Linked DNA regions of Mus musculus: region 2 is linked to region 1. A link is a contact called in public Micro-C data. All regions are on one chromosome and are shown on one strand. The core of a region is the stretch at or near the end of the contact, and the rest is flanking DNA. Distances in the headings are between cores, read along the strand shown. Region 1 holds the start of Acvr2a (activin receptor IIA). Region 2 overlaps Acvr2a (activin receptor IIA).

The links. Hi-C and Micro-C count contacts between places; a contact is called where the count stands out from the background.
Region 2: a Micro-C map of muscle stem cells shows a contact between it and region 1, with 3 times the contacts expected there. The contact joins the enhancer-like site here to the promoter of Acvr2a in region 1. A contact is called at or near these places in 1 of 484 Hi-C or Micro-C datasets (muscle stem cells), 3 of 115 datasets of contacts at active chromatin or transcription factors (all in embryonic stem cells) and 1 of 9 other capture datasets (adipose tissue).

What each region holds. Positions count from the first base shown.
Region 1 is chr2:48,810,864-48,816,429 of GRCm38.p6, forward strand. Acvr2a (activin receptor IIA) reads left to right here and starts at 3,246. Exons shown (of 11, transcript NM_007396.4): 1 at 3,246-3,963. The coding sequence starts at 3,909.
Region 2 is chr2:48,844,362-48,849,927 of GRCm38.p6, forward strand. The region is part of intron 1 of Acvr2a (activin receptor IIA); the gene reads left to right. Among named protein-coding and RNA genes, the nearest start is that of Acvr2a, 33 kb to the left of the region's middle. Within about 2 kb of position 2,815, at least 7 of the 459 cell types and tissues checked have an H3K27ac peak or open chromatin away from gene starts, as enhancers often do. A contact at or near this core is called in muscle stem cells, where this site is marked.

The sequences.
Region 1 (5,566 bases), core at 1,996-4,495:
AGTTTGGTTATAGGACATAGATAAATCAAGCTGGAACTGATCTGTAAACTATCTCACAGCTGTTTTTCATAGTGCTAGAAGGTGCTATGCAGGCTACTTGGGGCCAAAAGTCATCAATAATATTACCCAACAGTGAACCCTGAATGTTGCGTTACTAACCTCCTAGGCAAGATGTATATTGCAATAGTGGCATACACATTAGGAAGATGACTAGCCACTTTCTGATTGGATCTGAGGTTGTTTCCATAGGAATAAATTCAGCATTTCTCAACCTATGGGTCGTGACCCCTTTGGGGTTGGAACAACCCTTTCACAGGCTTTGCCTAAGACCATTGGAAAACACAGATATTTACATCACAATGCATAACAGTAGCAAAATTACACTTACGAAGTAGCACCAAAAGTAATTTTATGGTTGAGAGTCACCACTACAAGAGGAAATGTACTAAAGGGTCGCAGCATTAGGAAGGCTGAGAACCACTGAATTGATGCCTAGAACTGCAAACTGTCAAAAGCCCATGGCCAGGGAAGGACACAAGCTGTCGTGGGAGAACCTACTACTGTTGTTTTGTTAGGCAGAAGTGTTGCCAATCTGCCTTCTAAATATTTGGTTATACCCATATATTAGTGCTGTTGTCAACCCTGGCCAGGAACATTTCCCTTTGCAGTGAGCAGCAGTCAAGGCAGAGACGTGTAATTAGTCAAAGTGCTAAGGAGTAAATGACTGTTGGGTGCTCAGCCCTAAATAGGATGTCTAGATCAATCCCATAAAGCTCACAGAACACCGTGGAATGGGGGATGGGAGAAAAGTTCCAGCCATGGGGTGCTGTGAATGAAATACTATCTTCTGGACATGGCATGGAAGTTGAAGCAGCTACAGTAACCCTGGCAAGGTCAAGCCAGGCAGGAGTTCCCATCTTGACGGGAAGAGCCTCTCGAGGCCTTAGCTGAGGAGCCACTGGCAATTGAAGTTTGCTGGGAAGAGGACTTTCTGCAGGGATGTGACTACTGGTAGACTGCCCACGCTTATACAAGCACCACTACCTGGACTCAGTCAGACTATATAAAGGCATTTATTAAGGGGCCCTAGGAGTACTGGGAGGGGAGCATTAGGGGTGGCTATGACTGAATTACATAGCATTTGTAGAAATTTGTCAAACATAAGTAATATGGAGGAAAAAGGGCAGCCTTAATAATTTCAGCTATTTCTATCTTCAGTGTGAGCTTTGGAACTGTAGTGGGGATTAATAACACTATCTTTTAAAGCCACTATTTCTGGATTTTTTTTTTTTTAAAGTACATTCTGGGCTCTGGGTGGAGCTCATTTGCTTGCTAAGTATGCATGGGGTTCTAGGTTGGATCCCCAGGACCACATAAATACAACTCAGTAGTGCATGTCAGTAATTGCAGCAATTACAAAGTAGAGGCAGGAGGATCAGAAGTTCAAGGTCATCTTAGGCTCTCTAGGGAGTTCGAAGCTACCTTGAGCTCCACAAGAGCCCATCCCGGTGCCTCCCAGAAGCACATTTAAGAACAGAATGCATAGCTGTTATGACTGGTTGTCACTAATTTCTCCCAGGGGTTTACTTTAACTCTTTGTTAGCAAAGAATGCTCTTATTCAGAATTATTCTTGAAGTTCTTCTTCATTACTTTAGAAAATAATTTTACGTTCACTCATATGTCAGACTAGGAGGTGAGAGGAAACTAATATGCAACTCTTGTTGCTTCACTTGCTCTGTTTTTAGCGATGAAGAAACATCGAGACGATGTAGTGACAAGACAACAGTAGGGCCTGATCCATCCCTGGGAGAAAGGAGGGTAGATGGTTCTAAAGTAAACACACTCTTCCATTTTAAGACTGTTAGTGGCAACTCTTCGTTTCTGTCCAGCCTAAACTGTTTGCAGAACTACATTCGATTTACTGAGGCATCCTGAAGACCAGTTTGGGATTTTGTTGCATAATACCATCAATTCTGAGCAGGGCTTGAGAACTGGAAATCTTGGAGAGAGTTTAAAGAGCCACAATGATTATTAACCCTGACAAGTAGTAGAAATAGGCAGATAATTATAGGATGTACTTAATAGACAGAAATATAGAGCAGTTTATAGGAAGAGAAAAAGAAAACAAATACAAGTGAGTTTGTGGAAAAATGTGGGGATCAGTGTACACTAAAACATTAATTACCCATCCCACAGTTGCTTCCTTTTTTTCTTGAAAATGTCTCCAAACACAGAGGTTACTACTGTATTAAGAAAAAAGGGCAAACTTCTAGGTATTTACCTATCTACTGAGGAAGCATTCCTGTCAAAACCTTCAGAATGCTGGAATAAAGTGGAAAACAAGATCTCCCCCTTTATTATACCAAATTGTGCTAAATGGCAGACGAACTGACTCTAGCAATCATCCTTTGCACGCTATAGCCAACTTCGAATATCCCAAATAGCCGAGCTTCTGGAGGTAGGGCTCACATTTTTACATTCTGTATGTTTCGGTGCTTAACTGAACACCCGATCAACAGTTCAACATGGCTTACGGGGTAAAAACAGGTCTTACAAGAGGCTAAGAATTGATAACACCACCGTCTCTGACGGTCCAATACACTGAAATCTGCGATTTTCACTTCAAGCCTAATACAGACTTTCACGCCAACTAGGAGCAAACCTGTTTGCAACACAATGCTTTGTGTATACAAGGTGTGGTGGATAGGATCCGAACCTCACATCGAGCTATCTGGCGAGGGTGTCCTGACCTGGCGGACAGCCCTTCCTGCCTTTATTTTTTAGCCCAAAGACAAACGTGGGGAGGCCTCGGCGGCGGGGGCGCGGCCGGCTCGCGAGCACCGAGCTCGCTCGGGCAGCAGCGGGTGCGGCTCCCGCCCACTCGGAGCAAGTCGGCGCGGCCTCGGCGTCCCCCAGAGGAAAGGCTGGGCGCCGCAGTCGGCCTTAGCATCGCCCATCCCGCTCGGGCGCCGCGGCTCTCGCGCCCGGGCGGGCACCGCACTGGGCACACCGGGCGTCTCGGGGCCGCGGCGGGCACCCGCAGGGCCCGCCGTCCCGTCTGCTCGGTCTCGGTTCCCGCAGCCTCGCGAGCGCGCTCCGGATCCGGCCCCGCCCCTCCGGCTCGCCCCGCCTCCCGGACAATCTCCTCGCGCTCGCCGCCCGGCACGCGCGCTGCGCCCGGCCGCCGCTCCCGCCGCCGCCGCCACCGCCGCCGCGGAGCGTTTCTCCGCCGCGCCTGGCTTCCAGCTTCAGGACGGAACCGGAAGTGTAGGGGGCGGGGCCGGCGGAGGCCAGGAGACCGAAAACGCGGCCGAGCCGGGAGCCGGGAGCCGGAGCCACAGCCTGGACCAGAACTTGGCCGCCGCCTGCGCCACCGTCTCTCCCGTCGCCGTCTCCCGCGGCCGCCTCGCACCGCCACCGCCGCGAGCTCGGCTACTGTGGTCCGCGGACTTTGGGTGTCCGGGTTGAAGGTCGGTCCGGACGTCGGAGCAGCTCGGCTCCCGGACCGTCCGGGCGGCTGCGGGCGCCGCCGCCGCCGCCTCGTCGCCTCAGCCAGGCGTTTTGTTCGCTGAGACGCGAGAGGCGAGCGGAGCTGACAGTGATTTTGACAGTGATTCCAACCCGCTTTTGTTGTTGTTGGCTTTTCGTTGTTTGGTTTGGTGTGTTGTGCGTGTATGTGGCGGTTTTTCCCCCGTGGTACATTTTTTTAAATTGTTGTGCCTTTTTTTTAAATCCTTTTTTTTTCAACCCTGTGAACGTTTTTTGCTTCCCCCTCCCCCCCGCCTCGGGGCTTCCGAATATGTTTTATGACGGTTGATTTTACACCAGGAGGTTTGTCTCCGAGGAAGACCCAGGGAACTGGATATCTAGCGAGAACTTCCTACGGCTTCTCCGGCGCCTCGGGAAAATGGGAGCTGCTGCAAAGTTGGCGTTCGCCGTCTTTCTTATCTCTTGCTCTTCAGGTAGGTGGAGGAGCCGGCGCGGCGGGGCTGTGGCCGGGTGCCGGGTGCCGTCTGCTGGGCAGTTCTCGGGCCGAGGCTTTTCCCGCGCCTAAACCCGCAGCCCCGATCATCTCGAAATCTCCATGAATTCCACTTGTTTTGGGTTGGTGTGGCGAACTGATAGGTTGAGTGCTGTGTTGTTGTGCAAGTGAGAAAGTCATGGTTTGTGGCCATAACACTCGATGACAGCGCTGGTTGGGTTGCTGTTCAAGCCGCAAATACCACAAGTGAAAATTTATGTAAAGGTTTGAGACCCAGAAGGAGGTATTCCAAAATGTCATTTAGCCTAAGCTGTTCCAAAACAAGGACCGGTTTTGGTCGTCATCTAATTAGTGCTTCACCGGTGAATATCGAGACATAGATCAAGTGAGCTGGTGTTTAATTTTGACTGTGAGAAACAATGCATCCTATCAGCGATTTAATCTAGGTCTCCTCTCACGTCTTCTCCAACTACATTGTCCAGTAGTGTTAAAAATAGTTTTAGTTGCCGGAGTATTAACCCTAACCCAGTGCAGAAGAGGTATGCTGCTGTGTGTTGGTGGTGTGTGCTGGCTTTCACCCACCATTTGGGTGCTCTTTTCAGGCGTAGATTCTGCTTACCTACGGAATACTTATTTTAAACGCTTTGCACCGACACGTTGTTTTCAGTTAAGAACAGGCCATGTGAAATTGTGTTCATGTTAAATATGCTGTTCTTGTGAGATGTATTTCTTTTTCTTTTCTTTTCTTTTAACTCAAGGTTAGGAGAATACTCTGGCCATTTTATATCTGAAAAATTTGATTATGTGAAGATGTTGTATGGTTGCAACCAGTGGTTGGAAAAACTAGGCTTTTGTATTGAAATTCTGGAAATGCATACATACATCTAGCTGAAAGGTGTGCAAATGCACTTAACCGGAGAGTTAGTTGGAGGGATGAAAGAGTTTAAAAGTCACAGTGAATGCATTCATTATAAAAATTCAGTGTATACTTCCTAGGTTGTGGCAAACAGGAGGGGTGGGGGACAAATTGACAGGTTTCATGGTTGTGTCATTCCCTCGTATGTCACAGGGAAATTAGAAGGTGGTAGTCTTTTCTTTGTGTACCTCTCTGTTGTGTGTGTGTCCATCTTCCCTACCCCACCCCCCTTTTAATAGAATCCTTTGTAATGTATAGAATTTTGCTGAATGGTACATTTCCTTGTGGTTAATAAATGGATAAAGTCTAGTCTTATGTCTGTAGTGGTATTGATCAGTTCCGGGTGGGCTGAATGTGTTGTGAAATGGCGATCATTGCCAGAGATTAACCAAAAGAATCATGTCTGTTTAAATGGAAGAAGGAACATGCTTAAGGCAGGCGGACAGTTCTTTTTGTGCTCGGTTTAGAGAGCAAGCTAAACAATGGTGTCTGAAATGAATGAAAGCTTTGATGATGTTAAACGTCTTGCTTTTCTGAACCGACTTAACCCTGTAGTTTTTCCCCCTCATAGTGCTTTTCCCCCTGACCCTATATATCTAGCTGGTAAACTCCTGCTCAGGTCTCCTTTTTTTCTGATCTGCCCTTGAGGAGGAGGGGCATCATGGCC
Region 2 (5,566 bases), core at 1,565-4,064, 33 kb after region 1:
TAGTCATCAGAGAAAATGGTTAAGATTCAATAGTAAAAAAGGAACAGAAGCATAACAAGGCAGGCACTATTTGGCGTTTCTGCTGAGTGAAACCATTGTGCTTCATGGTGTCCATGGCATCATGCTTCCCAGTAGCTTCTTTAACAACACTCACGTTCACCTCTTAGGCGTGCCTTTATCCCTTTGGACAGTCCTGAGGTTTTGTCCCCCACCTTCCCCCCATTTCTCATTAAACAGTATATTGCTTAATTCTTCTGTTCCTCAGTTTATTGATCCTACTTTCCCTTTTTACTATACTATGTAATTTGAAAATGAATGAAGTAGTTTATAAAGGAAAAGTAAAATACCTAAGAATCAAAAGAAGCAAAAAGCATTAAAAATTGTTTTTATATTACTCATTCTATTTATATCAATGCTCTTTCCTTATCTCATAGATAGATATTTATACTAACGCCTCTGCTGAGGGGTGAGGTACATACTATAATTTATTCATATTTAGAGATGCAGATATTAGAGGCTGAGCTTTATTCTCTGTGGCATCTAGACACACAGTTCTCATTAGCCTGTGTCCTTGTTATCTGACTCAATGAGGCTGTTAATATATTCTAAATTCTAAATCGTGCTTCAGTTTCTTCTTTTTAATTTGTCTTTATAAATTGTATCTTGGGTATTCTGAGCTTCTGGGCTAATATCCACTTATCAGTGAGTGCATATCATGTGTGTTCTTTTATGATTGGGTTACTTCACTTAGGATGATATCCTCCAGATCCATCCATTTGTCTAAGAATTTCATAAATTCATTGTTTTTAACAACTGCATAGGACTCTATTGTGTAAATGTACCACATTTTCTGTATCCATACCTCTGTTAAGGGACATCTGGGTTCTTTCTAGCTTCTGGCTATTATAAGTAAGGCTGCTATGAACATAGTGGAACATGTGTCCTTATTACATGTTGGAGCATCTTTGGGGTATGTGCCCAGGAGTGGTATTGCTGGGTCTTCCGGTAGTACTATGTCCAATTTTCTGAGGAACTGCCAGACTGATTTCCAGAGTGGTTTTACCAGCTTGCAATCCCACCAGCAGTGGAGGAGTGTTCCTCTTTCTCCACATCCTCACCAGCATCTGCTGTCACTTGAGTTTTTGATCTTAGCCATTCTGACTGGTGTGAGGTGGAATCTCAGGGTTGGTTTGATTTGCATTTCCCTGATGATTAAGGATATGGAACATTTTTTCAGGTGCTTCTCAGCCATTCAGTATTCCTCAGTTGAGAATTCTTTGTTTAGCTCTGTACCCAATTTTTTAATAGGGTTATTTGGTTTTCCGGAGTCTAACTTCTTGAGTTCTTTGAATATATTTGATATTAGCCCCCTATCAGATGTAGGATTGGTAAAGATCTTTTCCCAGTCTGTTGCCTTTTTGTCTTATTGACAGTGTTCTTTGCCTTACAGAAGCTTTGAAATTTTTTGAGGTCCCATTTGTCGATTCTTGATCTTACAGCACAAGCTATTGCTGTTCTGTTCAGGAATTTTTCCCCTGTGCCCATATCTTCGAGGCTCTTCCCCACTCTCTCCTCTATAAGTTTCTGAAACTCAAGAAGAAGGAAGACCAAAGTGTGATACTCCGATCCCTCTTAGAAGGGGGAACAAAATACCCATGGAAGGAGTTACAGAGACAAAGTTTGGAACAGAGACTTAAGGAATGACCATCCAGAGACTGCCCCACCTGGGTATCCATCTCATAAACAATCACCAAACCCAAACACAATGGTAGAAGCCAACAAGAGCTTGCTGACAGGACCTGATAATGCTGTTTCATGAGAGGCTCTGCCGGTGCCTGACAAATACAAAAGTGGATGCTTACAGCTATCCATTGGACAAAAGCACAGGGTTCCCAATGGAGGAGCTAGAGAAAGCACCCAAGAAGCTGATGGGGTTTGCAGCCCCATAGGAGGAACAATATGAACTAGCCAGTACTCCCCAGAGCTCCCTGGGACTAAACCACAATCAAAGAAAACACATGGTGGGTCTCATGGCTCTAGCATCATATGTAGCAGCGGATGGCCTAGTTGCTCATCAATGGAAGGAGAATCCCTCGGTCCTGTGAAGGTTCTATGCCACAGTTATAGGGGGCTGCCAGGGCCAGGAAGCAGGAGTGGGTGGGTTGTTGAGCATGGGGAGAAGAGAGGAGATGGGATTTTCGGAGGGGAAACTAGGAAAGAGGATAACATTTGAAATGCAAATAAAGAAAATATCTAATAAAAAAAAGGAAAAAATTGTCTTTAAAGGGTGGATTTGGAGCTAGGAACATGGCTTAGCTTAGTCAGTGAAATGCTGGTCATGAAAACATGTATACATGTATTTGGATCCTCAGCAATTACAGCACCTATGTAAAAAAGCTGGGTGTGGTGGCATACATCTATAACCCCAGCACTGGCAAAACAGAAGAGAATGCCTGCAGCTCTCTGACTTGCCAGCCTGCATTGCTGTGTCTGAGCTCCAGGATCAGGGAGAAACCCTGTCTCAAGACATTTAGTGGAGAGTGATTGAGGAAGACATGTGATATGAACCTCAGGGTTTGCATGAGTGTTCAGACATTGTACTTATACACACACACACACACACACACACACACACACACACACACCACACGTTCACAAACTGCAAAATGAAAGAACAAATGAATGAATAAATGCATTAAAAGCAAAACTGTTCTTCATTTGCAATTGATGCAGATTTAAGTGATAAGCAGGAAGAGGGTATGTGAATTCCACTAGGAATTGGTTTTCATATTTAGTAGAAAGCCAGGGGTTAGAATTGTTGACCCCTGACTCACCAACCAGCTGCTTAGCTGAAATTGATGGATGGGTGCAGTTGTTTCCATGTCTTTTCAACTTCATTTTGCTTCCGTTCTTTTTCTTCCTCTTATTCCTCCTGGTTCTTCCCTTTTCAGTTAGCAAGTACACCATTGACTATGGTGTCTTGTCCTTAAAGCTTCTGTCTCCTGATCCCAGGCTTCTATGCTGAGGGATAGACTGACTTATATTTGAGCCTTACTTATATTCCGGCATCTCGAAGTAACTTGTTAGAAAGTATCTTATCATTGAACCTTTTTTCAGTACTGTTATTTTAGAAGTTTACCTCATGTTTAAATGCTCCCATAAGTGCTGTAGTGAATAATTCTAGTTCCTTGAGTCTTTGTTTCTTACAAGAACACTGAATGTAAGCATTCTTGTATGGGAGGATTTAGAATGGTATTTAAAACGTGCTAGCAAAGTTTCAGAGTTTTTTTGTAAGACATTAATTTTATTTAAAACACAGGTAAATGTTTTTATTTAGACAGAACTAGTATTAATATTGGAAAAGTACAGAAAATATTCACATGGCCCCAGGAAGCAGTGGCAGCCATGAAGATTTGTGAGGAATGGAAATAAGGAGGTATTATATTGTTAATCTTTATTATCACTTTAGTAAGAGTGCGTTGTTTACTCTTCTTGTCTTGTTTGAATCCACATTGTCATACTCCTAAATTTGAAAAAGTCTTTATTCTCTCAGCTTACTAAACATGACTTTCCTGGCTTATGCTCTGTACAGGTGGGAACATATTAGAAGTTCGTTCACTTAAGCAGTACAGCGCATCAGTTATTGATTACAGTTGAAGTAAATATAACATTCCAGATGCAAATTCAGTACTTTTTGTGAATGGTAATTTTCAATGTTGTCTTAGGCTGTTTTTGTTTTGTTTTGCTGTTTTGTTTGTTTGTTTGTTTAAGTGCTGTGACAATATTTGAGTGAGGATAAGGGAAAGTACTTATTCTGTCATAGTTTTGGTGACTTGTCCAAGATCAGAGTGTTAGTTAGGGCCTGGTATGGACCTTACTGTTTTATATTTTCATGGCACAGAACATGAGGAAGAACACATTTTCAAAGCCCCCTTTTTTATGACAGTGGGACTCCATGGCTTACATAGTAACTATTTGGTCCCCCCTCCTAGTACCTTTCAACAGAACTTTTGGAAGAGACACAGCACAAGCCATGGCCTGCAAACCTTTCCAGGCATTTTCTTAGTTAGCTTCTCATTCAAACAGCTTTAGTACTGAGGAGAGAAGGTAGACTGCATCATGGCCTAAGAGAACCGATGTTTAAAAAAAGATTTGACCACAAGTCAGGGTATGAAAGGTCTTCTGAAATTTGTTTGAGTTTGATTGTGGGATCTACAAGAGTGGGAAACCAGAGGAGTGGTTTAATTTTGTTTGCTGTAGTAAAGATTTGTCTTGATTTTTAGATGAAGAATTGATTGAATGGGGTAAATGGAAGCAGGAGGAGAGTGTGCATGTCTTACATTGTAAGAATAGACTGATAATAACATGCAATAGAGTTTTTACTTCAGTTAACACCTTCTTAACAACAGCAACAAAGGAACTTGAGATTTTCTAAAAATCTCTAAGATTTTTTTTTTTTTTTTGGTATTGCTTATGATTTAAATTTCAGGTGACCTGATTTTATTCTCTTTTGTGGGGCAGGGAAAAGGGAACTTCAGTTACAAAATGTTATTTGAAGACCTTAGGTAACATTATCTTGTTTTATTGACTGAGTACTAGTATGAACAGGTGGTTTTATAGTGAGTGTGAATGTCTTTATAGAGGCGTACTTTCTGTGGTATCCTTTTTACTGTAGAATCAACAAGGAGTCAGTGTGGCTGCTGGCCTCTTAACAGGCAGTAGTGATGAGTAACCATGTTTCATGTGCTAGAATAGGAAATGTTCCTTAACTTTCACTTTGTTCAAGATAAAATCCTGCTTTCCTCTAGGCATTCTACATGTCTCTTTAGTAAAAAGGCATTGGTGATGATACATGCCTAAAATTCACTAGGACTTTTGATTTTATATTCATCATTCCTTGTCAGCCACCTCACATGAAAAATTAGACTTCTGTGGATCTTCGAAAGAATATATAATATAATATAATATAATATAATATTTGTGCATGTTATGGGGTGTGTGTTTGTGTCTGTGTGTGTCTGTGTTGTCCATGCACCTGTGTATGAGGGCTAGGGGTTGACATTGGATGTCTTCTTCAGTTGTTCTCTACCTTATTTGTGAGATGGAGTTCCACACAGAACCCAGGGACTTGCTGATTGTGTAGACCGACTGGCTGGGGAGCCCTAGTAATCAGGTCTTTATGCTTCTGTGACAAATAGTATGGGCTGAACAATCCCTCATTTTTACTTTGTGAGTTTCATTCTACTTTCTATTCCCTGTTTGGAAAATTAAGCTTTCCATTGTTTCCTTCCTCTCAGTTTTGAGGAGATGCTTTGAAATTACTTTCTTTTTCAGTATTTTTTTGTTTAATGACAAATATCAAGTGCCTGGGACATACTAATGAATTCTGTATATAGGTTGATGGCAGACAATGCTCTGTGTGAGAGATGCAGTATCCCTTTAAAATTCTGTGTAGTGTGCCCTCAAAATAAACTTATCTGGGAGTTTCTTGGCAGTGGTGGAAAGCCTAGACATGTGAATCCTCCTCTTACTAAAGGGGAAAAATACTGGACTTGTAATACCAGCT